Regions from separate parts of the Rattus norvegicus genome. Here region 1 is linked to region 2. Evidence: chromatin contacts called from public Hi-C data. All regions are on one chromosome and are shown on one strand. Each heading gives the region's core, a stretch centred on a gene start, on an enhancer-like site or on the middle of the called end of the contact. The rest is flanking DNA. Distances are from core to core; before and after follow the strand shown.

Region 1 (7,283 bases), core at 2,523-5,022, 350 kb before region 2:
GATGTCAGGTCTTCACAAGTAAGAACATGACTCAACTCTGCTCATGCATGAGAAACATTAAAATTTTAAAGAAACTCACTTCCTCTCAATACCCGCAAGGCTCAGGGAACATCACAGAGAAGGGCCTATATAGACTGCAAGAGCAGAGGCGGTAGACTGGAATGAAACAACCTTCTGGATCTGACAGGACCTCTGTGCCTATGAGCTCTCAGCAGCTATGGCTGCCTGCACAAGACCTGCACGAGATCAAGCCGGCCAACATTCCAGCACAGAGCAGCACAGATGGAACCAAGAAGCTATAGACAGGTGACAGAGAGTTAGTGTTTAACGGCATGGCTCCTAGTAGGGCTGCCCATGCTCAAGGGCCTAAGGCTCCACATGTAGGAGAGAACGAGGAGCACAAATGGATTCAAGTAACTAAAAGAAAAACTGAACCCAATGTTGGGAGTGTAGAGAGGTGGGGACAGATCTGAAAGGAGTTAGGAGGAGGAATGGAGCTGAGTATGATAAAAATAAATTCCGTGAAAGTCTCAAAGGATTAATAAAACATTAAAAAATATTACAAACATGATGTTTAGGCTTTCTTTTCAAATGGATGCCTGAGCTTTAAAATTACTTTAACATGTTATTCATGGGCTGGAGAGATGGCTCAGTGGTTAAGAGCACTGGCTACTCTTCCAGAGGTCCTGAGTTCAATTCCCAGTCATCACGTGGTGGCTCACAACCATCTGTAATGAGATCTGATGCCCCCTTCTGGTTTATCAGTGGAGTTCATTAAATAAATAAAATTTTAAAAAATGTTATTCACCCAGTTTTCCCATTATTAATTAACACTTTATAGAAGTATGACACATTTATAGCAAATGTCATATTTTATTTAGATTTCCTTAGCTTTATCTAATGTCCTTTCTCCTTTCCAGGATCTTCCATGAATCTATATGACCTTGAGCTGTCAGGTACTAGTAGGGTTTTTTTGGATCTAAAAGTTTCTCAGACTTTGGCAGTTTTGGAGAATCTGACTGTGTTGCTCGCTGGTTGTTGAGTTTTATAGGATGACTGCGCTCAGATTTTTATGTTCTGGGGATGAAACGTAGGTCTTCACATTTACATAGCAAGCACTTTACCCAAGGCCCTGAATTCAAATCTTATTAACTGCATAATCTTTTTTTTTTCTTTTTTCTTTTTTTTCGGAGCTGGAGACCGAACCCAGGGCCTTGCGCTTGCTAGGCAAGCAAGCGCTCTACCACTGAGCTAAATCCCCAACCCCTAACTGTATAATCTTAACTATTGTTTTTCTATCTATAAAACAGAGCATACTTGGCAGTTACCATGACAATTAAACAAATTATTGTAACATAAAGAATCTGAATTCCTGACCAGTTGGATGTGCCATATTAGCCATTACTGTTTCCAATATTTTGTTATTACAAGCAACAGCCAGTGAGTAATCGCATGTTTATACCTTTACTATTTCTGGAGTATATGTGTGGAAATAATTTCTCAGAATATTTCCTAGGTCAAAGTATACATATATATGAAACTTTTAGACACTGATCAATTGGTCTTCACAAAGACACCAGCTTATACGTCTACATGCAAAACATTAAGTTTGTGGAGCAGAGGAGATGGCTCAGTGCTTGCCCCTCAGGCAGAGAGAGGACCAGAGTTCAAATCCTAGAACCCATGTGAACAAAAGGTGGGTCTGACGGTCTTCTGCAATTGGAGGGAGAGATGAGGGGTCTCCAGAGCAAGCTGACCATCAGGACTAGTCACATCAGTGAGCTTGGGTGTGATGTGAGAGACCTGCCTTGACGAAAAAAGCAGAAGAGTAACTGAGGATGACTCGACATCAACCTCAGGCCTTCACATGCTTGTGTACACATGTGCACCACATTTGCACACATGTGGGCCCACACATGCAAAAGTCATGCAAATACACACATAAACGTAACACACATGAAAGGATTTGTCACATGCTACTTTCTAAGTTCATTATCACATTTGTTACTCTTGTATGAAAAGTGGTACTTCTGTGTAGTTTCAACTTGTACCCTCCCCCCTTTTACGTATGTGAGTTGGTGCTGTGCATCTGCATGCATGTTCTATGGGCATGTGGATTATTTAATGGGGCAGGTTCCAGCAAGTCCAGCCAGCCTGACCCAGGATTCCCAGACTCTTCCCCAGACAGCTGCCATCTCCTGCTTCGGTGCAGATTTTGGGAATCTCAACTCTGGACCTCATGTTTACAGGGAGAGAGCTTTATCCATGGAGCCATTTCCCTTGCCCTGACTTGTGTATGTCCATTCTACAAGGCTGGCATTTTTCATATGTTTAAGATATGTTATGAGAATTCATTATATACATTTTTGCCTATTTTTAATAGTCCACAGATCCTCAAAACTCCAAATTCAACTATTGCTCAGAATTATTTTTCCTCTTCCAGAATGATTCTCAGTACATAGGAGCTATGTGAAAGTCATAGTCAAGCCAAGCACAGGGGTACACACACGCAATCCCAGCTTCTAGGGCTGGAGGCAGAGGAGCTGAGGTTCAAGGTCGCCCTTGGGTAAACAGGGATTTGAAGGCTGGCCTGGACCACATGAGGGAAAAAAGGCATGAACAAAACATTAAAAGCCACAAACAAAAGCACTTTATATTTCAAAACCTATCAAAAATAACCAGCGGTGAAATACACAGAAAGCAGAAACTTTTCAAAGAGAATGGCTTGTTTTTCTAAGCTGTACTTCAACAGAATAAGGAATAAAGGAAAAGGCCACTTTCCACTCAGTTGTATAATTTTTTTTTTTTTTTTGGTTCTTTTTTTCGGAGCTGGGGACCGAACCCAGGGCCTTGCGCTTCCTAGGTAAGCGCTCTACCACTGAGCTAAATCCCCAGCCCCCCAGTTGTATAATTTTAAAAGGAAAAAAATATTCTGGCAAAATAACGCAAACTAACTCTTGATTCCATCTGTGAATCTGCTGCTCGCAGTCATGGGGCAGCAGAGGGAGGAGAACTGCCCCGTCACTGCTATCTTCTATTTGCCTTTACGACGTACGACAACAAGAAATGGTCTCTCATCTTCTGCACACCCCATTCTCATGCAGGAGAACAAGGGCTCTTGGGACAGGGAACAGGGCTAGCAGGGCAGCACCCTAGGGTATGTTCAGTAGCTCTCAGTAGCAAGGCCAAGCTCCACGTGAGCTCCGACAGAGCTCTCAGCTCTCTAGGACACTTCTGCCCCAGGAGGTACACGGCACTGTCTTTGTGCACTCCTAGTTTCCAGCACTTGGGTTTGTGGACATTTAGTAGGTACGGTATTGCAGACTGCACACTCAGCTCCATCGTGCGACTCTCTGGCCCCAGTTAATGATTAACGCTCACGCTGAAGAGCCCTGATGCTCTAGGATGGAAGGAGTCAAAACTCTAGAGCCTGGGAATGTGGACGGGAGTTAGTAACCTGACAACGCACAGCCCACGTCTTCTTCCTGTCCCTACCCCAGCCCTGACTGGAGGAGGGAATGGAGGACAGCTAAGAAGCTAAGCGTTTAAAGCAAATTAAAAAAAAAAAAAAAGCCACTGGCCTGTTCCTAACAGTGCTCTCCCAGTAACTTCCCAACTTACTTTTTTTTTGTCAGTAGTTCCTCTGCCTTGTGCAAAATGAAGGTTTTCCCAGTTCTAGACTAACGGCGGCTAAACACTGAAGCCTTGTCTCATAAAATCTCATGCCACCAACTTCTGTTAGTAAAGTGTCAGATAAGGTACGAAGCTTGCAAAACTTTTATTTTACTTGGCAATACATCAATTTGAATGTTAACAAGCAACTTCAGAATTCAATACTATCTGAGTGAATTATTTACCTGTCATTAGGCATTTTTAAAAGGTAGTATAAAAATAAGAAACCCTTAGAGTTTTAACACATACAATTTTGTTTTCATTATAGGTAAGTGAAGTACACCGATTTTGGTTAGAGGTTGATACACACATAAGTATATATGGAATACTAAATTGATTTTTAAACTTAAGGCCAAGCATATCTTTACAGTGTCTTTAAAACCTATACTAAATAACAGAAAACACGTGCTAAGGATGTTCTCTTTCCAGGTTTCCTCAGACTCCCTAAAAGCCCAGAACTTAGTTATTTAACTGGCACTCATTAAAAATTCTGTTGACTATTGTCAGAAACAAGACTAATATTAATTTAGCACCAACTCTGAAAAGTGCTTAACCATAGGGAAGAGTTCCAATGCTTGTTTTCACTTAAGGCCAAAATCAGTAGTTTAGAGGAGTCAGTGAGGACTGGCTCAACAGGCACTTGAATGGACGCTTCCCTTTCACCGACGTCTCTAGTTCACAGTTCTCTGGATATCGCTTGCCAGCAGAGTTGCTCAATTTAGCTAACACTTGCACTTCTGACATAAACCAGAGAAATCCTTTTTCTTTTTTAAATACACTTTCACCCCTTATTTTGTAATTAGTTCTGAATTGTCTTTAACACCTGGACCTTTTCTCTTTCAGCTATGATTGTAATCTGAATGTGCAGCAAATTAATTTTCCCTCCAGTTAAAGTATTTAGTAATAACTGCCTGACACTGTTTAACCTAGATAATGTGTGTGTGTATATTCATATGTGTGTGTGTGTATATATATATACATATATATGTATGTGTGTGTGTGTGTGTGTGTGTGTGTGTGTGTGTGAAAAAGATTAGAATGTTGCGAAGCTACTGCAACACAGCTGTAGTAGAGAGAATGGGAAAAAACAACACAGAATGACAACCAGTTTTAGAAACAAAAGTCACAGCTGGGGTTCTCAGGCACTACGACAGAACTGAAAATTACACTTGATTCATGTTGATAGAGACAATAGATTCATTCATTCAGACCAAATCACCCCTCAAGTACACTGAATATTCGGTCTTCAGATCTAGTATTCAAGTGATCAAAACTAAAGCCAAGTATTTTAAATCACCTAAAAGCAGACAGCTTTAGTCAGAATTTTAATTTTACTAAATGCCATTATAGCTCAAATGAACTGCTTTCTACCAACTTCCCTTCTCATTCCAATTGCCTCTAGTTTTTTCCTTCAACAAACTAACAGCAACAATAGCTTTAGAGGGTATCGTTTAAGCCTCTTACCAATATGAAAGCAAGTAAACAGGGAGCTAACATCCACTGGGTACTCATCGCGTACCAGACACTGTGAGCGGAATCTCCCATTTTAAATAAGCACATCAGAACTGAAATAAAAAATAAGGTTTTGTTGACATGATGTAACTAAATGCAGTGACTCTGATGCTCACTAAGGTTTAGGAGATCTACAGAACCAAGGAGCTTTCTACATTGAAATCTGAAGCCATGGGTGTATTTTCTGAGCATTATGTCCCAGGGCTGCACTAAGAACTTTGTATTTAATCACCACAACTATTTATAAAGGTAGATATTCTAATCTTAGGCTCTCAGAAGAGAAAACAGGATCGGGAGTTAAGCGACTTGAAAAATACCTATCAATAGATAAGGCTAAAATGAAAAGCTACATTCCCAGTCCCTCTCTTGATTCTTAAGTTCTGAGGTAATGAACTTCCCTATCTTAAAAAGAAAACCTTGCATTAATAACAATGACAATACAGTGTCAATATTTGGAATCCATGCAGGAGCCACTGCTGTACTGTGAGCCAGGGTTTTGCCATGTTCTCTCAGTACTGATTTTCTCATAATCGGACACTCAGCTGATCTGATTGGCACACTTCACCTGCCTCAGCCCCAGTTCTACTGCTGCTAGATGGCATTCTAAGGTTTGACTGCCAGTTCTACTATTTCTCTGTGGCTTCCTGGCAAACACACCCTCTTCGGTTTATACAAGGTAGAAATTGCACTTGTGTTCATTTTGCTTTGTAAACTATGAATAAATAGGAGTCTAGGAGTACGAGGGTAGCTCAGTGGTAGTGTGCATGCTTAGCATTGCCAAGGCCCTGGGTTCAATTCCCAGCACACCATATACACACATGTTCTTATACAGAATAAGGAAAATGTCCATTATTTGCATGACTTTGTTTTTAGTATAAAAGCAAATATATGTTTACTGAGAATAAGGCATTCCTCAGGAAAGACATGAAGAAGCTAGCATTGACCTCCATGTAGTATGTTGGAAGACTTTCAAAGCTCAAAAAAAGGAAGCTAAGTCTTGGCTTATGCTAACAAGAACAACAAAAGAAACTCCACCTCACTCCACCCTCAGGATGTGTCATGAAATTGGATGAAATTCAGAAAGTGACCACTTTTAGTCATATCTAAGTTTTACACAAAACTCAACTAACAGTGACCTACTAGCTAAAGAGATATTTCTTGGGGAAAAAAAATCTTGCTGCTTATGCTGATGTAGCCGTTGTCAGTGTTTAGGCAGGTCTATGCTTCATACAATCCACGAATCACTGTATGTCTATGAGAGTCGACCACTTAGTCTGTACTCCTTTAAAAACTACTTTAACCATGTTCTGCTGTGCTTGTTTACGAATTTATTGAATCATCTTGTGAAATGCACTTTGTGTCATCTGCCCCAGTGTTTAGTGTGGTCGCTGTGTTTCTCTCCAACATGTGAGTACTTTATAGGGGGAGGGTGCTGATCTTATCACACTTGCTGTGTTTTCCACCCAGATTTTTGTCTTATTATTTTTATAGCTGACATTATGGTTTGTTGACCTAGAAGTGAGTTATCCTGGTACAGAGCAGTCAGCCAGCTCCATTTTACATTGACTTTCCTTTGACCCAGGTTTGCACATTTAATTTACTCCCTCTAGAACTTACTGTGTGGGGGTCAGCATTAAGTGCCTTCCACAGTTAAAACGGGTTTTCAAAACTCAATTTATGGGAAAGTGACCCCCTTTAAAACGTTTGTTGTTGGTTTTTTTTTTTTTTTTGCCATGACTCCTTTATAGCATATACCTAAAATAAATGTATCACAGACTTTTCTAATTCCTGCTTAAGTAGCATCAAACTCCAATTACTGCAGCTCCCTTCCTAGTTTTCAGATTTTTGAAATTAATGTTCTTGACGACTTTAGAACAACACCAGATAAATTTCTGACTAACATTGACAGGAGAAAAAAAAATAAGATCTTTAACTTAAAAAGAGTAATTTGAGAAGTAAGAATTATATACTATTTGTCCCTTTTAAAGACAAAGCATTCATGTTACCTTTTAAAAGACATTTTAAAATATTTTTAACAGTTTTTTTTATGAGCATTGACTGGTGTTTTGCCTGCATGCATCTCTGTGAGATGTCAGATC
Region 2 (6,577 bases), core at 2,797-5,296:
ATGTGCGCCACTGTCACAGGCCCCCTTCTGTCAAGGACAGAGTTCAGGGCCTTTCTGCCAACCTCCTGTCGTTCCTAATTTCCCTGGAATTATCAGGGCAATATCACTACCTAACAGGCACTGAGTATCCACTGGGTGCCAGGGGCAGCAGGGCAGGCCATGGATGAAATGGCATACCACGGTTATTCAGCCCCATTACCTCTGACTAATCCAAGGCCACGCCCACACAGGGGCTGTGCTCATTCCTGGATACTGGAGTGCCTTGTCCCCAGCAGGGCCTGGCTTTCTCTTTTCAGAGTCCCACATTGGCACCTGGCAAATCTCTTTGTTTCTGCTATAAACTGCTCAGACCAACTCTAGCAGCTTCACGCCAGCTCTGCTCTAGAAGAACAAGGTTGCCATATACAAGACTGAACCAGCCACCCTTAATAATTAAGTAATTCGAGCTGTCTTCCCTAAGGCTGACAATTACTGTCACTTTCCTTTTGGGTGTTGAGATGGTGAGATAGAATAATACAAGATGAGTTCCTTTCCAGAGGCCAAAATCCATAACAGTGATCACATTTAATAGCTCGCCTAACCCTCCACCCAGACAATGGAGGTGTGGTATGCAGAACTCGGTCAAACATACCGAATTCAAACTGTGCCCTGCTACCTATACTTAGTTGTGTAACCTTGACCAAGTTACAGAACTCTTGAGAGTCTAAGTCCTCATCTGGACAAGAAACACCATACCATCTATCTAAAAGACTAGCTGTGGATATTAAATGAGACAATCACACAAGCCAAATCACGTGTCCAATGTCACACAAGTGCTACATGCCAGCGCCAGGCAATGTGCCTAGGCCACCTTACCCCAAGGTAAGAATGGGTCAGGTTTTCCCAATCCTTTAACCTAAAGAGGCACAGACTCCAAGTAGAGGTGGGCACTCAGGCACACCCTCATGTAGGTATGCTCTTGACTGTCTAGCTTTGGGCAAACTACATCACTGGTCTGTTTTCGGTTATTACAGCCATAAAATGTAGGCATTGACACGCCTCATTACATAGAAGGATTTTTTTTCGCAATGAAGGACTTAACACAGGCACTGAGAAAAGTACTTGGCTTAGTACTGAGGACAGACTTTGTGCTAGAATTACTTTTGATGTCCTAACAACATGGTCCATTAGAAGTCTCTTAGATATTTTTCTGGAGGGGTGGTGGTTGAATCTGTTAATCTCAAATGGCTTAACTTGTTCTCTGAGAAACATAGTATATTTAAAAATACAATTTTTAGGTTCTTACTCAATGAAAAGAAAAATAGGTCAATGGGATTCTAGTTAGAAAGAAACTAAGCCGAACCTCTATGAAATCAGACTGAAACAACAAAAATGATGATGATGATGATGGTGGTGGTGGTGGTGGTGGTGGTGGTGGTGGAGGTGATGATGATGAGGAGGAGGATGATGAGGATGATTGGTATAGTTTTTCTAAAGGCTCTTTAGGTCGGGAATTGTATTGCCACCCATTAGATAAATGCTATGTCTAATAGCCAAAGACCTTGTGAAAATTTTATGGCTTGGTTAAAAACCTTAGGGTGATATAGGATAAAGAGACTTTATCCCCAGTGCTGTTGAATAGCAGGAAATTTATAAGTGGAAAAGGGCAGCTTTTGTGAACATGTCAGACATAAAACAAAACGCCACATTAAAGGGAAAGTGGAGAGCAGGCAGCGCCAACCGGCTCCAGGGAGCCCTTCTGCAATCACAGTTACAGCTTTCTGTGCATCTTGGACCGCATTTAAATTCACAATAAAAAGGAAAAAAATGTACAGTAAGTACTTTACTCTAGCTGCCTCTAGTCCCCTTAAGATATGAGGCCGAGGGGCTGGGGAGTTAGCCCAGTGGTAGAGCGCTTACCTAGGAAACGCAAGGCCCTGGGTTCGGTCCCCAGCTCCGGAAAAAAAAAAAAAAAGAACCAAAAAAAAAAAAAAAAAAAAGATATGAGGCCGAATTTCAGGGCTCGGATTAGGGGGTGTGGGAGGGAGTTCATCTTACTTCATATCTTCAGGGGCTGCCACAGTCAGCCTCAGCACTGTGTTCCAATCACGGAATTCAGAATGCAAATCTCTAGCAGATGAGATGGCTAGAAAACAGAAACTGCCATGGACCCAGGAGGTTTCCAAAGCTCTCTACACATCATCTGTGAGGCCAGGGGCTGGTATCCGGGTCTTACACCATGGGTGAGGCCTACTGGAAAACCTAGGCACCTCCAGATGGACTGTCAACCAGTCCTCGAATATAGAGCTCATGCTTTGTCCCACATTGCTAGACATTTCACAGCCCCCTTATGTCTGAGTCCTTCGTTCTGAAAAAGGTGTTTGTGCTTACATCTAAACTGTCCATCAAATCACAATGGTGGAAACGTCTAGAACTGTCCAGAAGTTGTACTTCTTAGCTCAGTTGAAAGATCTTTTATAAGTCAGAACATTACAGGGGTCTTTTAATGGACTTAGGGATACCCCTGGGGCATCCCGGCTCCTTCCTGGTGAGGCTTATTTCTCCCTGTGATGTTAACGGGAAGTTCCCAAGTCTGGGTCTGCTATTAAAGCAGGGACATCTGCTACCCTCCTAATATTTTCAAGGCGGCAACCCCTCCTCCACCCCCTCCCAGAACTTGAGGATATGGTGAGGGCTACAAGCTGCCAGGGTGGGGAAGAAGCAGAAGGAATCTTTGTCTCCCTAACACATCCATCAGTTCCCTCCCCAGAGCCCCCTACACACTGCACACATCAGTAGCCCGCTCCCTGCAAATGCACCAAGGCTGTAAAGATTCATGTTCCAGTCCCCGCCTGACATTCCCCTTCCCACCCTCGTTTTAATTCACTCACTTTTTTTTTTTTTAAACAAAATGTAATTACTTGACTGTCAGCCGGGGCTGCACTCTGGGGCTTTTACTCCTTTCAACACAGATGTGCGCCCAGCTTTGATGCTGCTGTCCTCGCAGCTTGTCCCAGCCACAGCCGGCTCGGTAATGTAACATTCAAGTGCGTATTTATTTTTAAACTGACCTCTCCTAGACGGTGCAGTATAAAGCAGGTCCTGCCAAAAAAATATGCTACTTTCTATTTATAAGATGAAACACATGCCTTCCCTCCCAAAGGCGGGAGGGGGGTGGCGTATAATAATTCATAAAGAAAAAAACTGACTGGCCAGATCCATTCGTCCTCATCCTCGCATGGCTGTGTCAAGATACTTAGTGAGGAGGAGGAGAGGAGGAAGAAGAGAAGGAGCAGCCGCAGCAGGAGGAAGAGGAGAAGGAGGGAGTAAAGATCTTGTAAACGCTTCAGTTGTGCAGAAACCGCAATCAAGAAAGAAAATAATTTTTCCCAACTGCCAGATCTGCAGGTTGGAGCCTCAGCTAAAATGCACTGCCTCTGTCAGTGCGGAAACTGCCAAGCTGCGCGGTGCCCTCATAAGCGCCGCGGCGGTACAAACACACAACTAGAGGGGCGCGGTAGCCAAGTGCGGTTGGTTCTGATGGAAAAACGCAACTTGCGCCCAGAATGGCTGTCAATGGCCAGGAGGGGGCCGTGCTGCCTGCAGCCCCACCCTAAAGAAGTAGGCACTGATGGCAGAGCTCCGAGTCCTGATCCCCCCACCGGGACATCAAACATGATGTCCCCCTTTGATCCTCTGGACATCAGCTCAAGAAGGCGGTGCTCTAGATTATCTTCGCACCTTGTAAGTCTTCCAAGGCCACCATCTGCACTAGCTGGAAGGGACTTAGGTTGAGGGTCGGACAGACTTACAGGTGGAGAGGCACTGTGGGTTTCATACTCACCAGCTGTCTCCAAGGCTCCTTGCTTCTGCCCGGGGACCGGGCGTCGGCCCGGGTCGCCTCCCGAGGGCGCACACAATCCTCGCTAGTGCTCGCAGAACCCGAGGGGCGGCGACGGTTCACCGCCCAATCTGCTCCCGGACTGTGCGCAGCGTCTCCCGGAGGTAGGAGCTGCGAAACTGGGTTGCCAGCGAGCGTCCCGCTGCTGTGCTCCCAGCGGCAGTTGGAAGCGCCTGCGACGCTGTGCGCGCGGCTGCCGGACGCGCGGCCTCAACCTGCCCAGGGCGGGGCGCGGGGCGGGGCCCGGCGCGGGGCGGGGCTGTGAGGCCAGGGCAGGGCGGGGAGAAGGGTGCGGGCGGAGCCGGACCTTCCCTCCGCTGTACCTGTCCCCCACCTCCCCACCACCCTTAGACCTGCAGGAGTGGCGGCGAGGCTGCAGGCTCTTGGAGGACAATGGGCACCCACTGTCACCTCCCAGTCCCACCTCTCCCCGGTTGTGGCTTCTCTCTGAGGCAAACCCGGCTGGGGCTCCCTCAGGCACAAAGAGAAGTGGCGGGGTGCTCTCTGTAAAGAGGGGACCCCAGAGCGTTGCTGTCCGTAAGTGCGGGAGAACAATGGGACTCCGCCCGCACCCGGGACCCTCGTGCTCACCCTCGTGTCCCCGCCTCTCCCTGTCCTACCTAACCCACCTAGCAGTGCGGGGCTTCGCCGCGGAGGAAGGGGACCTGCGGGGAAGAAGGGCCACCGACCCGGTCGCCCGCAGCGCGACCGCAGCTCCCTGGGGACTCCCTGGCAGCCGAAGCTCTTGGGAGGGAAGAGGAGGGTCGCGTGCTGTCAGCGTGCAGCCTGCTTCCCTTGCAAGCTGTCGCCAAAACCCGGAGCGCGGATCAGACGCGCGGGAGACGCGGGGCTGGAGGCTGAGCGCCTGCGGGGCGCAAAGAAACGCAGACGCAGCAGGTTTTTCCTGTCTGGAGGGAGGTGTCTCCTCCCCCTCCAGGTCTGTCCGAGATTGACCTAAAGCTGCGGAAGCGGGGTGGCGGCTCTCCCGGACGCTCTGAGGGGCGGCGCAAGTGGCGCAGCTGCTGCCGCTCCGGACCATAAAATTCCGCCCACGGCGACACCTGCGCCTGTCGGTCACCGGGCCAGGGCCTCAGGACGACCCGCCCCTCTGTCCCTGGACCTCTGTAGGAACCCAGAGAATTAATGTTAATTGTCTGAACAGGTCGCCCTCTCTTCCTTCTCCCTTAGTCCGCCTGGTTGGAGACAGGAAAAGGTGGCGTTTTCCGGCCTTGAGGTCCCCGCCGGCTTGATTGACCTGGAAAAGGAGTTGGAACCCTGAGGAGTCGCACGCTCCGGGCCGGGCCCCAACCCTGGGACAAAGCTGAGCCCCTCCAGGAGACCTTGGCTTCCCTGAGCGCTCTGGGCTTCAGGTCTTCACCAGGGTGCCCCGAATCAATAGCTCTGAAACCTTAGACTAGGGTGCACTTTAAGCCCAGGTTTTAAACCACGGTCAATGTTAAGGTGAATTTAAAAAGGAAGCGGACACAACTGTTCGGGAAAGCAAAATACTTGGGTGGAGTGTTAAAAGCCTCAAAGAAAATAATAGTTGGCAGGTTAAACAGCCATGAGGTCGGAAGTCAAATTCAAAACCGCAGAAGTGATACCAGAATTTTGACAAGCAAAACAGTAGGTGAAGATAAGGGACCCGGCCCTGTTTCCTTTCTCCAACTGACCGCCTGCTCCCAAGTTGCCTTTGGCAGACACCTGGGTTCCACTCCAGATTCCTCAGAGTTTTACTTGGGGCTCATATTTCAAAATATATGTTCCATTTGGCACTAATGTATACATTTTATATACGGATTTATTGAAAAATATTAAATGTTACTGGCCTAGTTAGATAAAAAGTATTTTATAAATATTTATGCACAGCTTTCATTACATATGGCATTTGAAAAAGTACAAATACGCATGTATATACAATGCTGTGTGAAAATTCCTTTTGCATGCATACATTCCTCACACATATGTCTTGTGTGATTTTTTTTCACTTGTTCTATTGCTAGCTGCCATTAAAAGCGGTCCATTTTCACGTGTCTAAGTGAATAATTTCTTTTACAGTTTGTGCAAACATAGGGTGGCAGGTAGCTGGAAGTTAAGACTTTTGTTCCAAAACCCCATTTTCATTCTACTGTGCTGTTCCTGTTTCATCCAGAGGTGGTTTCTCACTATATGTGTTTTTAAAAAGGCTTTGCCTTGGAGCCCTATGCAGACAATCTGTGTGTGACCTACTTCTTCAAAGGTCCAGTGGTGCTGGCTTGATCCATCCCGGCTTCTCTGAGGCCCTGTGTCATTTTATTTTATTTGTGCTGAACACCTTCAGTGAGGAAAAAGAGCCCTCGACTTGCGAATTTTCTTTCCAAATGAGTTCATTTCCTGATTTAGTCATGGCAGCATTTAGGTTTCGTGGGTTTAGCGTTAACTTTAGAAGGTTCTCCTGCTAAGCAGAAAGGAAAACCTTGCTTTCTTTCTGAAGGCTGAGACTTCTGAGACTCTGTATTTCAGAGAGGGTTAGCCTTGAATAAAAAAAAATCAATGGGAATCTTGGAAGTCTGTGACTAATATCTATAGCACATGGACCTGTGGATGAGTCCCTGTGAAGCCAGACTAGACTAGTTGGTTCCACTGGGATGGACTAGGGAGAGGAGAGTCTGGTTGGGGTGTGAGAGAACCATCAGTGGCTTGTATTTAAGGCTGCCT

The links. Hi-C and Micro-C count contacts between places; a contact is called where the count stands out from the background.
Region 1: a Hi-C map of hepatocytes shows a contact between it and region 2, with 1.7 times the contacts expected there. The contact joins the enhancer-like site here to the promoter of Cdc42ep3 in region 2. A contact is called at or near these places in 2 of 12 Hi-C or Micro-C datasets (the A7r5 cell line and hepatocytes).

Annotation. Positions count from the first base shown.
Region 1 is chr6:21,812,585-21,819,867 of GRCr8, reverse strand. All of the region lies in intron 1 of Prkd3 (protein kinase D3), which reads right to left. Among named protein-coding and RNA genes, the nearest start is that of Prkd3, 24 kb to the right of the region's middle. Within about 2 kb of position 3,772, at least 8 of the 93 cell types and tissues checked have an H3K27ac peak or open chromatin away from gene starts, as enhancers often do. A contact at or near this core is called in hepatocytes, where this site is marked.
Region 2 is chr6:21,460,550-21,467,126 of GRCr8, reverse strand. Cdc42ep3 (CDC42 effector protein 3) reads right to left here and starts at 4,046. Exons shown (of 2, transcript NM_001048044.1): 1 at 3,824-4,046. It overlaps LOC134479326 (a long non-coding RNA gene), which reads left to right and starts at 4,276. Exons shown (of 2, transcript XR_010052493.1): 1 at 4,276-4,417; 2 at 5,069-5,913.